Regions from separate parts of the Sus scrofa genome. Here region 1 is linked to region 2. A link is a contact called in public Hi-C data. All regions are on one chromosome and are shown on one strand. The core of a region is the stretch at or near the end of the contact, and the rest is flanking DNA. Distances in the headings are between cores, read along the strand shown.

Region 1 (5,730 bases), core at 2,598-5,097, 400 kb after region 2:
ATCCATTCACCTGTTTATATACCATTATTAAACATCAAGTCTTACAGGTTTCAGGTTTCAGATACCTTATGTTGTCTAATTTAACCCTCAAAAGAACCCCAGGAGTTCTATCATACCCATGTGACACACAAGGAAACAAAGACTAAGAGAAGTTACATAAACTGTCCAAGGTCACAGTTAGACATGAGGTAGTATTTTTGATCGGGAACTCAGAAGTCACATTCCCTGATCGGCTACTTAACAACATGGTGTGTTAGTGAATTACTACTTCCAGGACCTCAGTTTCTAAAACTCTAAAATGAGAATAACATTATCTACTTTTTAGGATTATTAGATAAACAAAATTCATATTAAGTGTTTATGTTAGTAACTGGCTTATGGTATGTGCTCAACATTAGTAGTGAATTCTACTGTTACTAGCTAGGTATTGCCCAGTGACATTATTGAAGTTTGGGGTTTTTTTTTTTTTTTTTTTTTTTTTTTTTGGCCACACTTATGGCATGTGGAAGTTTCTGGGCCAAGGATCAAACTCTCGTCATGGCAGTGACAATGCCAAATCCTTAACCTGTTGCACCACAAGAGAACTCCAAGTTTTGATGGTTCTAAAATCCTGAGGAGCTCCTGTCATGGCCCAGTGGTTAATGAACCTGACTAGTATCCATGAGGATGTGAGTTCGATCCCTGGCTTTGCTCAGTGGGTTAAGGATCCAGTGTTGCCATGAGCTGTGGTGTAGGTCACAGACGTGGCTCAGACCTTGCCTTGCTGTGGCTCTGGCATAGGCTAGCGGCCACAGCTCAGGTTAGACCCCTAGCCTGGGAACCTCCATATGCCATGCATGTGGCCCTAAAAAGACAAAAAGCCCAAAAACCCACCAAAAAAATTAAAAAATAAAATTCTGAGTTTTAAGGCCAATAAGAAATTTGAAGTCTTAGATTGGAAAGGAACCATTTAAAAGGAATTTGATTCCAGTCACAGATAACCATTTTACGACTACTTTCTGTATCTGTATTGTCTGATATTACTACATGTCCATAAAAGCACTTAAAGGGGGGAAAGTACATAAAATTCAAAGTGGTCTTTATTGTAAATGCCCATCTACTTGAAAATAGATATATACTGCCTAGTTTCCTAGTTTACTGTTTTGAAGTTTGCTTTTCACTGACAGGAACATTAAAATCTATTTTTCCATAGCGGTTTTTTCCTATAAAGTAAGAAGGTTTAAGAGGTGGCTACTCAAACGCTGCTGAAGATTCTAAATCCTCTAAAAAGCATAATTCTCCAAATAATTTTCACAGCTCATAGCTAAGATTAATTTAAATGTACATCTGTTTTAGGCAACAAAATATTCAACCTGTACCTTCCTGCAATTCTACAGTAAGTCTACAGGTTATAACTATGTTCAGGCACTTTTATTATTTTCTAGGAGTTGTTATGAGCTGCCAGCTCTTCTTTGCACAGTTCAGTTCATTATTCCATTCAAAGTAGTTTCATGGGAGTTCCCGTCGTGGCGCAGTGGTTAATGAATCCGACTAGGAACCATGAGGTTGCGGGTTCGGTCCCTGGCCTTGCTCAGTGGGTTAACGATCCGGCGTTGCCGTGAGCTGTGGTGTAGGTTGCAGACGCGGCTCAGATCCCGCGTTGCCCCGCATTGCTGTGGCTCTGGCGTAGGCCAGTGGCTACAGCTCTGATTAGACCCCTAGCCTGGGAACCTCCATATGCCGAGGGAGTGGCCCAAAGAAATAGCAAAAAGACAAAAAACAAAACAAACAAAAAAAAAACAAAGTAGTTTCATGTTCACCATCTTACTTGTCCCTCCTAAAAAGCCCCCTAATGGTAAGGTAGGTAGTCAGAGGATTCCTCACTCCAATTTTAAAGACATAGAAACCAACTTAGCTCATAAGCTAGTTACCATGCTGGGCCTGGAATTCAAGTCTCTTGAGTCTGCATTTATGCTTACCAACTGTCGCTTCGTTCCCTTAAGCTATCTCTCAGGGCAAAGTGAACTCTGTAACTGAAAGGATGCAATAGCAGGATTGCCAAAACTGCAGCAACAACTTCTGTCAAAACGTTTACTCTTTGGAAGATAATGTGTTAGCTGAAACTGTTAAGGAGAGATAGTCAAGTAGGAAGGGATGCTGACACCCATTATCGGATAGGTCAGAAAATCTGCGGTGCAACACATTTACTCCAATACACAGCTCACTGTAGCCACCTCATGATCCAGTTTCCTGGCTTGTTTGCTTGTGCACACAGACTGGTGCACAGGAGGACTCCCACACAGTGCTTTACCTCTGCTCTAACTACAGCAAATATACAACTCAGCAGTGACCCTTCAACAGTACTGAAAAAAGAGTGAGGTACACAACAGTCTTGAAGATCAACGGGGTTCCCCTCTTAAAACAAAACAAAACAGAACGAAAACCTCCCCACACCATTCTACCCATTAAGAAATTAAGTAAAAGGTTCTATTTCTTAAATTAGAGGTAAAGAGACCTAACTGTGGTTCACCTTTCTCCTCCCAAGCTTTTAATTAATATCCAGCTCAGTTTAACTTCCCTCAATCAGCAGTCAAACCACTAGGTCCAGTTTCTTCCTCCTATTTCCATAAATGTGACTTCAGGTCCTGGAAAATAGGACTTAGCTAATTAGGATGTTAGTGTAGTGGATCAACAGCATTCACCATAATAATTTACTGCAGTCATTTATCAAGCAGTTAAAAATGTACATCTAACTTTCCTGCTCTTTCTTACACACGTCTTAATGGTAACAACAACTCTATCAGGTATTACATCCATTATCTGAAACGAAGTGAACTGCCCAGGTTCACATAGCAACAAATGGCTGATGAAGGACCTGAACAAGGGCCTTAGTCTTAACCACTACACACAAACTGCCTAGCTTTCAACTGTAATTCCAACGTGATCATAAAACTAATCGCATGACCTTGGGCCGATCATTTCTGAGCTCTGGGCCTCAGTTTCCTTCACTATAAAACGACCTGCCCACGGAGAGCTTTTGGGTGCTTTCCTGCTTTTAAAAGCCCACTGAATTTACGACGAGATTACTTACTCCCCCAATCTCCAAATAGATGTAAATGTTAGGACTTAAGTTTTTTAACCAGTGCGTGTTCTAGCACATTCTCCATACTCTTCAGGCTGCTACAGTCCAGTCTTCACTTTGCGGTTTTAATTTTCAAATTTTAGATCTGTAATGCTAATTCTAAATATCCTCTCTCTGTCCTATTATCACCTTTCCCCACTACTAAGAGTACCAACAAGGCCCGATCCTATTCCAGACCTTTACCCGGTTACTCTACCCCACCTCACAGCTTCCCAGGCAGTCAGCAATAGGTATAAGAAAGCCCTAGAAGCAGAACCATGAAGAGAAGTTAGCTTTCCCAGAGGTCAAGAAAGGCTCTAGGACACCTGCCACGCCTCCCAACCCCGGCGGCGCGGCCTGGGCCTGGCTCCGCAACTCAAGCGGCCCAGGTTCAGGCCTAACCCATCCCGTCTGGCGGGTCCACCAGGGCCTGAGCCATCGAAACTCAGCCGGACCCCTCAGCCCCGGCCACGCCCGGCTTCTCGAGACCTCCGCCGCCAGGCCGCGCACCCAGGCCCCCGAGGGTCCTCACAGGCCCGAAGACACGGGCAGGCCCCTGTCTCACCTCAAGCCTCAGGAGGACCGCCGGTGGTGCCCGCGCCTCCTCCCGCCCGCACACCTGGCCCCACGCTGCAGTGGAGACAGCGGCTGAGGGAGCCTGACCGTCACGTGCCGCAGAACCAAGAGGCCTCGACTCCTGCAGCCGCCGCGCGAGCGAGCCCCACCGCACGAAGCCCGGCCCTGCGTCCGCCCCTGTCTCCTCAGTAGCTACCACCAGCGCCAAGTCCCGCCCTCTCGCGCAAGATCCTGAATTCAATTGGTTATTGTGGCCATCGCTCTATGCACCTTCCCATACGCCCCCTAGGGCTATTCTTCGTGGAGTGTGGGGATTGGTTAGGAGTGAGGCAGGAAGTGGCTGTTGGTTGGGCAGTATGGAAGGAGGCGGTGTACGGCGGCATCGGGATCGGCGGGGGCGCGCGCGCGCGCGCGCGCGTCGTGGGGCGGGACTGGCCAGGCAGGCGTTCCCGCGCTGGTTGTTCTGGTGCCTTAGTGGGCGCGCTGCCCGGCACTGCATCCTAATTTCTATGGTTTCGACCGTTCAGGTGCCTGGACCCGGGCCTCGGGGTCTGGCATCTCATTCCCTTCGATGAGAGAGCAAATGGAAGCTGGCAGGATGGGTGGGAGGTCCATTGAGCCATCGGGAAGGACCTGGTTTCCAGTGCAGCGAGTGCGCAGATATGATGGAATCAGTCACGGCTCCCTTGGCCTGTCCTGGAGTCGCTGTACACCAGGCGCCACCGTTCCTGCAGAGTCATTGCTCTGGGCCCAGCAGTCTGAGGCCGCCTTATCACCCAACGTCAAAATATAGCCCAGAATACTATAATCCAGCGTTACTTCAACTTTCAATTTGTGATGTTTCCAAAAGCAAGATAAGACAAAAAGGGCACAATCACACTTAACAGCAGTGAGTGAGAAAAAGATGGTGCAATGGAAAATTTTCAAACACACCACAGATTTTGTAACTAACTTTTAGCACATCTTCAGTTTTCTGGGCCTGAGACAGAGCAGGACTGTAGATCCTACTAAGGATCTTGTTAGAGATTTTTTTTCCGTTAAAGCACAATGTTCTTAAAAGGAAGCTGAGGCCAAATCTCTGAAGAATGAATTTTGTGTTTGTTTTTTTCACAATTTGAAGTCACTTTATTTACTGACCCAGATTACAAAAATAATCACATAGACAACTCAGTTCATCCATTTAATAAGCCTGTTAGATCTATTTATCTGGGCCCTTCAGGAGAAGATAGTTTGAAGGGCCACAGGATGTTGTTTGCTTCTTTGAAGCATTTTCCAACAGTACGGATTTCATGAATAAGATCCTCCAGGAGTTACTATTGTGGCTTAGTGAATTAAGAACCTAACATAGTGTCTGTGAGGATGCGGATTCAATCCCTGGCCTTGCTCAGTGGGTTAAGGATCCATCCTAAGCTTAGGCGTAGGTCACAAATGTGGCTGCAATCCCATGGGTTTTTTTGTTGTTGTTGTTTTTGTTTTTTTCATTTTTCTTATTACTCAAATGAATTTATCACATCTGCAATCCCATGTTGCTGTGGCGGTGGTGTAGGCCAGCAGCTGCAGCTCTGATTCAACCCCTAGCCTGGGAACTTCCATATGCCACATATGTGGGCCTAAAAAAAACAAAAACAAAAAAAAAGGGGGAGGGAGGGGGAGAAAGAAAGAAAAGAGGAAAAAAAAAAAAAAAAGGTAAGATCCTGCATGATGGCTTATTTACCAAGAGATGGAGCAGTCCAAGTGTTATCTGTCAGGGCAGTTTCCTTCTTGTTGATTTGCCATAACCACGACTGGAGATTCATTTATCTTCTGGCTTGGAGATCCACTCATCTTCTGACTTCAGGTGTGGGTACCTTCCATGCAGTATGTGGTTCCATAATCCTCAAGTGTTAACTGAAGCTTCCTTGAGCTTAACAAGGGTGCAGTTGAAGATTTGGTGAAAACAAAGAACATGCAACACCTTTCAGATCTCTGGGCTCACACCATTGATATCTGTGATCCTGATGAGGAATGCCCATTTGGGTCCCTCAGGTACACCAAACTTGCCCACTTTTCTTGTT
Region 2 (5,692 bases), core at 1,507-4,006:
AGCAACAGCAGGGGGAGCTCTCTTGGGCCAAGACCTTCAAGGGACAACCCCCAAGGGGAGAAACAGAAAAGAGAGGCTCGGATGGGGGTGAGGGAAGGGCAGCTTAAAAAGACAGTGCTAGTGGAGTTCCCGTCGTGGCGCAGTGGTTAACGAATCTGACTAGGAACCATGAGGTTGCGGGTTCGATCCCTGCCCTTGCTCAGTGGGTTAACGATCCGGCATTGCTGTGAGCTGTGGTGTAGGTCACAGACGAGGCTTGGATCCTGCGTTGCTGTGGCTCCGGCATAGGCTGGCAGCTACAGCTCCGATTAGACCCCTAGCCTGGGAACCTCTCTATACTGCAGGAGAAGCTCAAGAAATGGCAAAAAGACAAAAAAAAAAAAAAAAGGCAGTGCTAGTATCCACCAAAGGTGCATGCCTACCCTATGATGCAGCCATTCCATTCCACAGTCCAGACTCTTAGAGACGCCTACTCATATACACCAAAAGACACACAGTTTTAGTAACAGCTCTGTTCATAAAATCCCAAAACAGAAGTCAATACAGATTCCTATCAACAGGAAAATGGATACATCACTTGTGGAATACTATATAGTCAAGAAAAAGAGCAAACAACTACAATAAATGCAAAAAAAGGGAAAGAATTTCACAAACATAATGCTAGGAAAAAAACTAGGCATCAAAGAATCCATGTTGTGTGATTCTATTTCCATAAATTTCAAAACAGGCAAACTGATCTATGGTAACAGAAGCAGATTAGTAGGGTAGTAATGACTGAGAAGGCCAGGGAAGCTTTGGGGGTGCTGGCAATGTTCTCCATCTTGATCTAGATGGTGGTTACAAAGGGATTTTCATTTACTAGACATCTGTTGAGCTGTACATGTAAGTTTTTTGCATTTCAGTACAGGTAAGATATATTTCAAAATAAAATTTATTATATAAATAGAAGAAAACAACAAAACAAACCCAACATAGTGCTGGGTGAAGAACAAAAAACAATGATAGCTATAACCAATACTATTTCATAATTAAGAAGTACATATAAACAACACTGCATTTTTTTCGTCTTTTTGCCATTTTTTGGGCCACTCCCGTGGCATATGGAGGTTCCCAAGCTAGGGGTCTGATTAGAGCTGCAGCCACCGGCCCATGCCAGAGCCACAGCAATGCAAGATCCAAGCCTAGTCTGCAACCTACACCAGGGCTCACGACAACGCCAGATCATCAGCCCACTGAGCAAGGGCAGCGACCGAACCCGCAACCTCATGGTTCGTAGTCGGATTCGTTAACCACTGCGCCACGACGGGAACTCCAACACTGCATGTTTTTAAGCACATTAGAATGGTTGCTTGTGGGGTAGGGAATGGCAGTTCAGTGTAGCAATAAAAGGGCACACATAGATTATAAAATAAAGTCCTGTGCTTAGAGAACAGACTTGTGTTTGCAGATGGGGGTAGGTGGGAGGATGGACTAGGAGTTTGGAGTTAATAGATGCAAACTATCGCATTTAGAATGGATAAGCAATGAGGTCCTACTATATAGCACTGGGAACTATATCCAGTTTCTTAGGACAGAACATGGTGGAAGATAATACAAGAAAGGGAATGTATTTTTTTTTTTTTAAAGGCAAAAAAACCCCACTACTCCATTTTAGAACCAACTTTCTCCTTGACAAATTCAGAAAGGCCAAGAGAGCTTTAAAGGGACCTGCTCCCCCCACCCCTCGCACCCAGCTGACTTAACAGACTGGTTCTGTGGGTCTCTGCAACCATTTCTCATACCAGCAGGCATGGGCACCTCACATCCTGTAAGGACAAGGGAGTAAGGGGCATGAGCTTCTCAAGCAGGGGCAGGCCAGGGCATGCTAAGTGGGAGGAGAACATTAAGAAGACCACCACTAGGGAAGAGCTCTACCACAGGGGCTCTAAGTGACCCAGGGCTGTTTGGAAAGGGAATTCCAGGGTTCCAGATGCCTGAGCAAGTACCTCAGATGTTCTTAAAGATCCAGGTCTAGAGAGACCCCCATACTCTTATTTGCACAGAACCCCCCCCCCAACCCGCCCTGGGCCCAATGATGATAAATAAGACTTTGAGTTGACTGGTTGAAATGTGGAATCCCATATTTAATTTAGAAATTAATTTTTAGTTTTAGCTTTTTTTCTTTTGTGTTCTTGTCTCATACTTTTCCATAGGCCCTTGGAAAAGGCCCCTGGTTCCAAACTCTGTGCGCATCTCGCCCGACGCATGAACATGGCTGGTCGTGGGGCTATTAGGTGCCGGGTCTGTTAGGGCCCTCGTGCGGGCGGGCGGGAGCGGACACGGGCTTGCACGCATGCGCAAGGGGGCGGGCCTGCGCCCAAGGCCTGCGCCTTGCCACTCGGCTGACAGGGGGCGGGACGGCGGCGAGTGCGCGCCTGAGGCGGCAGCCGGGCGAACAGGACTTTGTGCTACGAAGACCCTTTTTCAGGCGCGTCTTCCACTCCCGTCGCTTCCCCGAGTGGCGCCCCAACTCAGCGGGACCGGCCCTGTGGAATGGAGGGACCCCGGAGGAGACGACTGCGCGCGGCCTGACCCGCCGTCCTCGCTGAGGAGCCCATGGGCGCGTTCCCGCGGGCGGGTGGCGGACGTGAGGGCAGCGAGCAGCGGCGCCGCGGCACCGAGGAGAGCCGTGCTCGTGCCCGGCCCTGCGCCGGCCGCGCGCGCGCGCTCCCGCCGCAGCGCCGGCCGCGCCCGCCCCGCCTCTCGGCGCCGGCCCGGGAGCCCGGTCCGCGAGCAGCGGCGGCGGCGGGAGGGACGATGAGCGGTGCGGCGCGGGCGGGCCCGGCCCGGCTCGCCGCGCTCGCGCTGCTGACCTGCAGCCTGTGGCCGGCGCGGGCTGATAACGCGAGCCAGGAATACTACACGGCGCTCATCAATGTGACCGTGCAGGAGCCCGGCCGCGGCTCCCCGCTCACGTTCCGCATCGACCGCGGGCGCTACGGGCTCGACTCGCCTAAGGCCGAGGTCCGCGGTCAGGTGCTGGCACCGCTGCCCATCCATGGAGGTGAGTGCCTGGCAGGGGAGAGAGAAGCCGTGGCGCAGCGGCCGGCGATGGTCCCCCGCCCCCGGGAGCCGCAGCCTGGGAGCGGGGGCGGCGGGCGCGGTGCCCCTACCCCCGGCCTCGATCGTCGCGCCGCTCGGCGCGGCTGCCCCCCGGTCGAGGTTCCAGTCGTGTGCACTCCGGCCTGCTCGGTGCTGGGATTAGGCTCCCAGGCGCGTTTTGGGGATCTTCTTTTCTTTTTAGAAAGACTTAGAACGTTCCTTTTGGTTTTAGGTGGCTTGTTTACAGGAAGGCATTGAACTGCGAGTTTGCAGGGACAGCTCAGACAAAGGCGGCGGTGGAAGAGCGCAAAACTAGTTCATGATGGATGAGGTCTTAACCTGTATTTCAGAATCCGTAGGTTCGTTCCCGAAATCAAACACCGCATTGAATCTCGAAGGACCAGGCCCTTTTCTAACGTAAAAACGTGCTGTTTTTCTTAAGTGGCAAGTGGAAGGAGGGGTGGAGGAGGAAAATAGGCATCTTCCCTGTTGCTTTTGGCTCTTATTCTGCCCCAGGAGCTTTACTGTAATTTGACGCCTGAAAAAAATCTCACGTTGTGAAGAATCCGATACCAACTGGAACCTGTAGCCAAGTCTTCAGGTCACGGGAGTCTACCAAAGGGGAAAAATAGGTAAAATTTTCAAGAGCTGTCTTTGAAGCCATTTGCTTTACACTCATGTCTACCTATAAACACAGGCTCTGTTTAATTATTTCGTATAGTAGATGTATCTGTATAAATTTCTGGTCATGTTTTAAAGGAGACGTTCCCCACACTGTAGAGCATGATTTTGTTTTTTAGCCCACTGTGAACTTTGTGGAAAATGTCTGCTGTCTTCTCCACCCTACTCTCACCCTGAGAATGCTGAGAGGGGATTTTTTTTTTTTTTTTAAGCTGCTATTGAAGTTAAGATGATCTAAACTAGACACCCTAAATAAGGTAATGGTGTTTGTTTTTATACTCTAAACTGTTAAAACATCATGCCCCCTCTGAGATTTGTATTTGAATGCTCAAGTGCTAAGCTGTTGTCTTTGAGGCAGTCTAGCTGAGGAAGAAGAAAAGGATCAGGTGAGGCTTTCCCTTAGCCTGTTCCCAGTTTATATTCGCATTTTAAAAGTTCATTTTTATAACAATAATCAGGGGCTTAGGGTGCATTTCTTCACTTTGTTAAATACTGCAGTTAGGGTCCCAGCTTGCCCACAGAAACAACTTTGGCCTTTGGTTCATTCAGTAAATATTTGCTTGCCTCTGCTGTGCCAGTCACTGTGGTTGGGACACATAGCATTGCCAAATTATGGCACTGACAATGGTAGTCTATTTTCTGGTGCGGAGATCTGTGAGGATCACGTGGAAAGGGAGGAAGAGGAAGAGAGAGAGGCGAGCTGTTCTGGAGCAAGAGCCAGCCCGGTGCAGTATTTTGAAATCTGTGGTTTGTTTTTGGGGCTTAGTTCCCCCAGGCACCCCAAATTTATGACCCTCGTTTTAGGTACTTGCCTTCAAAGTGTTCCATGTTCTGAAACCACTTGTTGCTCTCCTGACACTCCAAACCAAAGCTCCATCCTTAAGAAAACTTGTTTTCGATGTTTGGATAGAAGGGTATTGGGAACTAAAGTGCGCTGACGTGTGGATAAAAGTTAGTCCTATTCCCTTTTCAGTGGGGAGGTGGCATTAAAGGATTAAAGGTTCTGAGTCTTGAAGAAAAGTAATTCGACTTTTTAGCCTGTTTCATCTGCAAAATGGAATGATGAAATATTTACTCTGTAAGGTTGTCAAAAGGCTTAAACGGTTCCTGCATTCTTAAAAGAGGAGACTTGTTAACCTAAGTGAATCTCTAAATTGGTGGGATTTTAGCCACTGCATCAATGTGAACACTTTGGGGCAGTGTGTGGAGACTGAGTCTGCGGTCTCCCTTGAGTGTCTCCTCTTCCTCTGCTCAGTTCTCTAGGGGCTCATTTTGTATCTGCACAACATGAGGTTGCTTCAGGTTTTCTCATGTGCTGGTGGTGGGATCCTGCAGGTGGTTTGAATCTAGCTTTATACTGAAGGGTCCAGCAAATACTATTTGAAAATCTCCTGCGTACCAGCCTCCATCCAAGGCACTGGGGAAGAGGGAGCGGTCACAGCAGTGAACAAAACAGATAAAAATCTCTCCTCTTCCTGAAGCTCACAGTCTAGGCTGTGGGGAGTTTATAAGTTAATTTACCTGTAAATTTTCAGAACCTGTGGATTAACATGAAATACAAGATGTTTTTGTCCTTTTGCAGCAGGAATTTAGGAATGTTTTTTTAAAAACAAGAATGGTAGTAGAAATCTGTTAAAATTTTTCATGTTTAAGAAAATGGCTTGTGTCAATTATACCTCAGTTTAAAAAAAGAAAATAGCTTAAACTTTGAATAATATTTGGGTATTTCACATCGTATTCTTTATTGAGTTTCAGATTTCATATTTTTAGAAAAATAATGAGTTCTTTCTGACCCTTACACAGATAATTTTAAATTGAAGAGAATTCTTGACATACGTATTGAGGACTTACTGATGGCAACACTACACAAAGTGATGTTCAAATTACAAAAAAAAAAAAAAAAAAAAAATAGAATTCCTGGCAAAAAAAC

What was found. A called contact is a pair of places that touch in the nucleus more often than the background predicts.
Region 1: a Hi-C map of liver shows a contact between it and region 2, with 3 times the contacts expected there. The contact joins the promoter of CANX here to the promoter of RNF130 in region 2. A contact is called at or near these places in 1 of 5 promoter capture datasets (liver), 1 of 47 Hi-C or Micro-C datasets (liver) and 1 of 2 datasets of contacts at active chromatin or transcription factors (alveolar macrophages).

The regions. Positions count from the first base shown.
Region 1 is chr2:78,911,981-78,917,710 of Sscrofa11.1, forward strand. It overlaps CANX (calnexin), which reads right to left and starts at 3,848. Exons shown (of 15, transcript NM_001243210.1): 1 at 3,666-3,848.
Region 2 is chr2:78,513,337-78,519,028 of Sscrofa11.1, forward strand. It overlaps RNF130 (E3 ubiquitin-protein ligase RNF130), which reads left to right and starts at 2,757. Exons shown (of 9, transcript XM_021084320.1): 1 at 2,757-3,043. The coding sequence starts at 2,797.